Linked DNA regions of Sus scrofa: region 1 is linked to region 2. Evidence: chromatin contacts called from public HiChIP or PLAC-seq data. All regions are on one chromosome and are shown on one strand. Each heading gives the region's core, a stretch centred on a gene start, on an enhancer-like site or on the middle of the called end of the contact. The rest is flanking DNA. Distances are from core to core; before and after follow the strand shown. Region 1 holds the start of BLVRA (biliverdin reductase A). Region 2 holds the start of STK17A (serine/threonine-protein kinase 17A).

What was found. HiChIP or PLAC-seq counts read pairs in DNA pulled down with a chosen protein or histone mark.
Region 1: an H3K27ac HiChIP or PLAC-seq map of alveolar macrophages shows a contact between it and region 2. The contact joins the promoter of BLVRA here to the promoter of STK17A in region 2. A contact is called at or near these places in 1 of 47 Hi-C or Micro-C datasets (skeletal muscle) and 2 of 2 datasets of contacts at active chromatin or transcription factors (alveolar macrophages and skeletal muscle).

Annotation. Positions count from the first base shown.
Region 1 is chr18:51,184,103-51,186,802 of Sscrofa11.1, reverse strand. It overlaps BLVRA (biliverdin reductase A), which reads left to right and starts at 1,310. Exons shown (of 8, transcript XM_003134889.4): 1 at 1,310-1,470.
Region 2 is chr18:51,360,750-51,363,449 of Sscrofa11.1, reverse strand. It overlaps STK17A (serine/threonine-protein kinase 17A), which reads left to right and starts at 1,269. Exons shown (of 7, transcript XM_021078536.1): 1 at 1,269-1,596. The coding sequence starts at 1,397.

The DNA.
Region 1 (2,700 bases), core at 61-2,560, 180 kb after region 2:
CCTCACCAAGAAGTTTGAAACTAACCATGCTCCCTCACCTTGCGTTTAAAAGTGCTTTGCTGAGGGAGTTCCCGTCGTGGCGCAGTGGTTAATGAATCCGACTAGGAACCATGAGGTTGCCGGTTCGATCCGTGGCCTTGCTCAGTGGGTTAAGGATCTGGCGTTGCCCGTGAGCTCTGGTGTAGGTTGCAGACGTGGTTCGGATCCCGCGTTGCTGTGGCTGTGGTGTAGGCCGGAGGCTACTGTCTGATTGGACCCCTAGCCTGGGAACCTCCATATGCTGCAGGAGCGGCCAAAGAAATGGCAAAAAAGACACCCCCCTCCCCCCAAAAAAGTGCTTTGCTGAAGCCCCGCAAAGAGTTAGGGAGTTTGGGAGCACCAGTCTCCTTGCATGGCCCTGCAATAAACCTTCCTCTGCTGGAAACTCTGATCTTTCCGTTTGTTTGACCTCACTGTGCACCAGGAACACGAACTTATATTTGGTAACGAGATAAAAGCGCTTGTGGGGATGGATAGTGGTGGGTTTTGCACAATGTGAACGTATTTAATGCCGCTGAACTATACACTTAAAAATGGTTAAGATGGGAGTTCCCATCATGGCTCAGTGGTTAAGGAGAACCCGACTAGCATCCAGGAGGACGCAGGTTCCATCCCTGGCCTCGCTCAGTGGGTTAAGGATCTGGAATTGCCTGTGGGGTGGTGTAGGTTGCAGACATGGCTCGGACCCAGCGCTGCTGTGGCGTAGGCTGGCGGCTACAGCTCCGATTTGACCCCTAGCCTGGGAACCTCCACATGCTGCAGGTGCCACCCTAAAAAGACAAAAGACAAAAAAAAAAAAAAAAAAAGGTTAAGATGGAAGTTTTATGTGTATTTTCACACACACACACACACAGAGCCCTTCGCTGCCTGTTTTCCGGGGCACTGGGGCTCCTAACCCAGAAAGGATCTAGTGGGTTCCATGGGGCAGGAGTAGAGCGGAGCAAGGGGCTGCTATGCCCACCACTAAGAGGACAGAGCACACCATGACTGGCCTGCGAGGCTGCTGAAGGCCCCGAACTTGGGTCCAGGGCTCCCTCTCCCCTGTGGACGAGAGCCCTGGGCCCACTCGCCCGGCGGAGCAGAGCGCAGCGACAGGGCACGAGCTGGGCGGGATACCCGAGCGGGGAGAAGGTCCCAGCCAGCCCTTCGAGTCCCATTGCGCCAGAAGGTGCTGGGGCCACGCCCTCCCAGGAGGAGGCTTGAGGCGGGACCCCGCCCCTCACGGCCCCGCCTCCCCCTCCCCCCTCCCCTCTCCCCCGCCCCTCCCCTCGCCCCTCCCCTCGCCCCTCCCTCTGGCTCCCCGACCCCGCGCTCCCCCGAGTCCTCCCGCCCAGCGGCCAATCCCGGCTGCGCTCCGGCCTGTTCTCTGCGCGGTGGTGGCGCCGAGCGCGGAGACTGCCCGGCGAGCTCAAGCTTTGTGCTCAGCGGCAGGTAAGGGCGCGCGGGGGATCGGGGTCGCGTAGAGCTTTGCTAAAACCCTCAGGCCGAAGCGTGAAAACCGCTGCCAGCCGGGGACCCGGTGCCCGATCCGCTGTCCTGCCCGAGCTTTCGGCGCCGTCCACCTCGCCCCGCCCGGGCCCGTCGCCTGAACGGACGATCGAGAGGCTTGGCCGGCCGGGGATCGCGAGGTGCTCTCCCAGAGAAGGCCTTTCTCAAGTGGCAAAGACCGACTGTTCAAAACATTGCATCTGTATTTCACTCGTAAAGTGGTTATGGTTTTGGGTGGGTGCTACGCGTGGTGCGGCGAAGTCTCGCGGCGCTGCCCCGGCATCTCCAGCCCGGATGAGGGTTCGGCCCGGCGGGGAATCGGAGGACCGCGCAGGCTGGGGTTCTGGCCCTCGGTACAAACCCTGCACGGGTCACTTAATCTCTCCTGGCTGCACTGTCCTCTTTGGAAACTGGAAAATGTTACGAATTTCATTTGTTGTGAGGGTTACATGAATTACGTGCACTCTGAAAAAACGAAGGTTGAGCTGCCCCCAGCAACAGGATAATCTAGACAGAGAGGTATTTCTAAGTACTGATACCCTGAATTGTTCTGCAAAGACAGTTGGCAGCAAAATCACGTAGAAGAGTAAGAAATCATATAAATATATATATAACCACATATTGGGTGCAGAGATCACGTAAAGCAGGAGAGAAGTGGTGGGGGGAGTAAAGTGGGATCTTTCTGTGAAAATGGAGATGCTCCGTATTTAATTAATTTACATTTAAGTAGCCAGTGTGTCTTACAGGACAATGCAGACCTGTGTTGTTTTTGGGCTTGAGTCTCAGATTTGTCTCTGTGAAAGTAGTCTTGGTCGGTTGCTTAGTTCTTGTCATTTGAAAGCAGAGTAGATTCGTTCATTCATTCATTCTTCAAATATTAATGGACTTGAAGAAGCAGAGCCATTTCTTGAGATTAGCTATAAGGGCAATTTTCTGTATTTCATGATTAGAGCACCCTGATGTATTGCCATGTAAAAGACTGTTCAGTTGAGGAATTGGGGCTGGCAGGGACGGAGCCAGTGGATATGGCATCATTTATAGCTTTTTTTTTTTTTTAAGGGTTTTGAATAATTTTCTAAATGTTAACCAGCCTTTATGGAAAAAATTTAAAATATGTAGATACGCAAAAAGAAACAAAGTCACTAAAAAAATTCCACCACTCAGAGACATAAT
Region 2 (2,700 bases), core at 20-2,519:
GTCTAATCGGAGCTGCAGCCACGGGCCTACGCCAGAGCCACAGCAACGCGGGATCCGAGCTGCATCTGCAACCTACACCACAGCTCACGGCAACGCCGGATCGTTAACCCACTGAGCAAGGGCAGGGACCGAACCCGAAACCTCATGGTTCCTAGTCGGATTCGTTAACCACTGCGCCACGACAGGAACTCCTGATTTAGATTTTTAAAAGGTCATTCTGATTGCCTTGAAACTAAACTATATGGAACTGGGGAGGAGGAAGTATGGAAGCAGGTAATCCAGTTAACAAGCTCTCACAATAATCCAGACGAGAGGTAATGCTAATTGCAGTAATGTGGAAATGGAAAGATGTGATCTGATGTATTTTGAATGTATTTCAAAATATATTCTGGATGTATTTTGAAGGCAAAGGCAAGAGGAATTACTAACAAGTTGAATGAGGGGTATGAGAGAAACAAGGTTTTTGGCCTGAATCTCTGGAAGGATGGAGCTGCTGTTTACCGAGGAAGGGAAACTGGCTGGGGAAACAGCGCATTTGCGAAGGACGATCAGGAGCTGCCTTTTGCTTGTTAAGTCTGAGATTCTAATTTGCCATCTAACTGGTGATGCTAGGTGTATACTTGAATACATGAGTCTGAAGTTCAGAGAATGGTTGGAAGCTGGAGCTACAAATTTTGTAGTCATGAGCATACGGTTGTAATTAAAGCCACAAGACCGGAAAAGAGCACCTTGGAAGTTAAATATAGAAGACCACAGTCAGTATAATAGCGCCTATTTCATGGGACTCGTGTAAGGGCTTAAAATATTTACTCAACTCTTGCCTCTTCATGCTCCTCCTCAACTTAAGCAGGAGCCCGCTGCCCGGGGCTACTTCCACGCAGCCCTGCTTCCAGCAGCCCTGATCTGAGTGGTAGTCCTCACTCTACCAAGGTAAGGCGGGGTGAAGCTCTGGCAGGCAGCTCTTTGCCTTGCATTCACCTGATCTGAACTAAGATGATCCGCAGGTGCGTGACCGGCTGACGCAGCGGGTCCTCCAGCCAGAAGGGTGGTGCTGTTGGTCGCCTCTAGACTGCGGCGTCCGGCGCGAGGCCCCTCGCCAGGCGCCAGGCTGCACCTTCTCCCCCTCGGCTGCAGAGGGCGCGCGTAAGGCACATGGCGCTCTGGACCGCCCTCGGGGGCGGGGGCGGGGCCGGATGCGGGGGCGGGGCCGGGCGCGGGGCGGGGCCGGGCGCCGGCGGGGCCGGACCGCGGGGAGCCGGCCCTCCCAGTCCGAGCGCGGCGCGGAGGAGAGCGGTTGCTTCTCTCCGACCGGCTGGAGGCTGCTGGAGGCGGGGCCGTTACCCGCCGGCAGCTCGGAGCGAGCCGGGCGGCCAGAAAGCCGGCGCGCCCGAGCGCCATGATTCCTCTGGAGAAGCCGGGCAGCGGCGACTCCTCCCCGGCCGCCGCCTCCGGCTCGGGCCGGGCCAGCCGGGGACCGAGCACGCCGCGCCGGCCGCCGCCGCCGGCCCGCGGGCTGCTGACGGAGATCCGCACCGCCGTGCGCACCGAGCCCTTCCAGGACAGCTACAGCCTGAGCCCGGGCCGGGAGCTGGGCAGGTGAGGCCGGGCGGCCGCGCGGGCGGGGCGCAGATGAGAGCGGGAGGCCGGCGGGCGCGGCGGGACCGGGCGCCGACCTGAGTGCGGGCGGCGATTAGGCGGCGGGGCCCCCCGCCCCGGCCGCCCGGCCGCCCGGCCGCGCGTCGCCGGAGTGCGCTGTGCACTTGGTAGCGGCCCGAGAAAGGCTCCCACGCGGGTCGCCGAGAACCTCCCAGCCTCTGCTCGGGGCCTTCCAGCCTCTGCGGTCCTTTGTGCGGTTAACCGAACGAGACGGCGTGGGAACCGCGCTGCGCGCCTCTGCCCGCGGCGTCGGAGCCGAGGGGTAGCGTCAGCTCTGGTTTCGCCCTGCAGCTCTTGTGGGTTCCGGCTGCTCCCTCTGTGGCTGCGGCAGAGAAGATGAAACCGAGCGTGACAGCTTCCTCTGCACCAGCGCTGGGTGCACTTCTGTCTGCCGCCTTCTGCTGACTTGGTTTTCGGTTCCGTGGGGCTCTTCTGTTCTCGTTCTGAAACATTTAGGTCCCTGCCCCTTAAGTCCAGATGGGCTTCCCTCCTAAGCTCTGGGCTCTGGTCTGAATTTTCCCGCGGTCAGCCGGCCCCTGGCCTTCTCTTCTCCACCCGACTCTTGTAAGGGCGTAGGGGTGGGGGCTTACAACTTGGCCTGTTTCTAAAATTGCAAAAGGTGAAGGCTGTTTGAATCCTCTACATCTGGGACGTTGAAGAGGGATGATTAGAGTCATGGGGGCTTGGGGACTGACCCCCCTTTTTCCTTGAGGACAATTTGGAGAAGTTATCAAAAGCCCTGGCTTTGGAGTCAGACCCGAGCTCCGAGTCCCCCTCTGCTGTTGCGCGTTTCTCATCCGTAAAATCCGCATCGTGACAGCACCTCTCTCACCGGGGTGTTGTTAAGATGCGGAGTCTGTCAAGTGCAAGCCCCAGGGCCTGGCACATGGCATTTGGTAAGTGTTAGCAGCTGTTGCAGGTGTTTGTCATGGTTGCAGCATCGCACCATGGTGTAGTGGGCAAAGGGCCTGGCAGTTATGACAGCCTCCTTCTGGGGTCTTAGAAAAACAGGGTCCATAATATCCGCTACAATGTTAAAAAAAA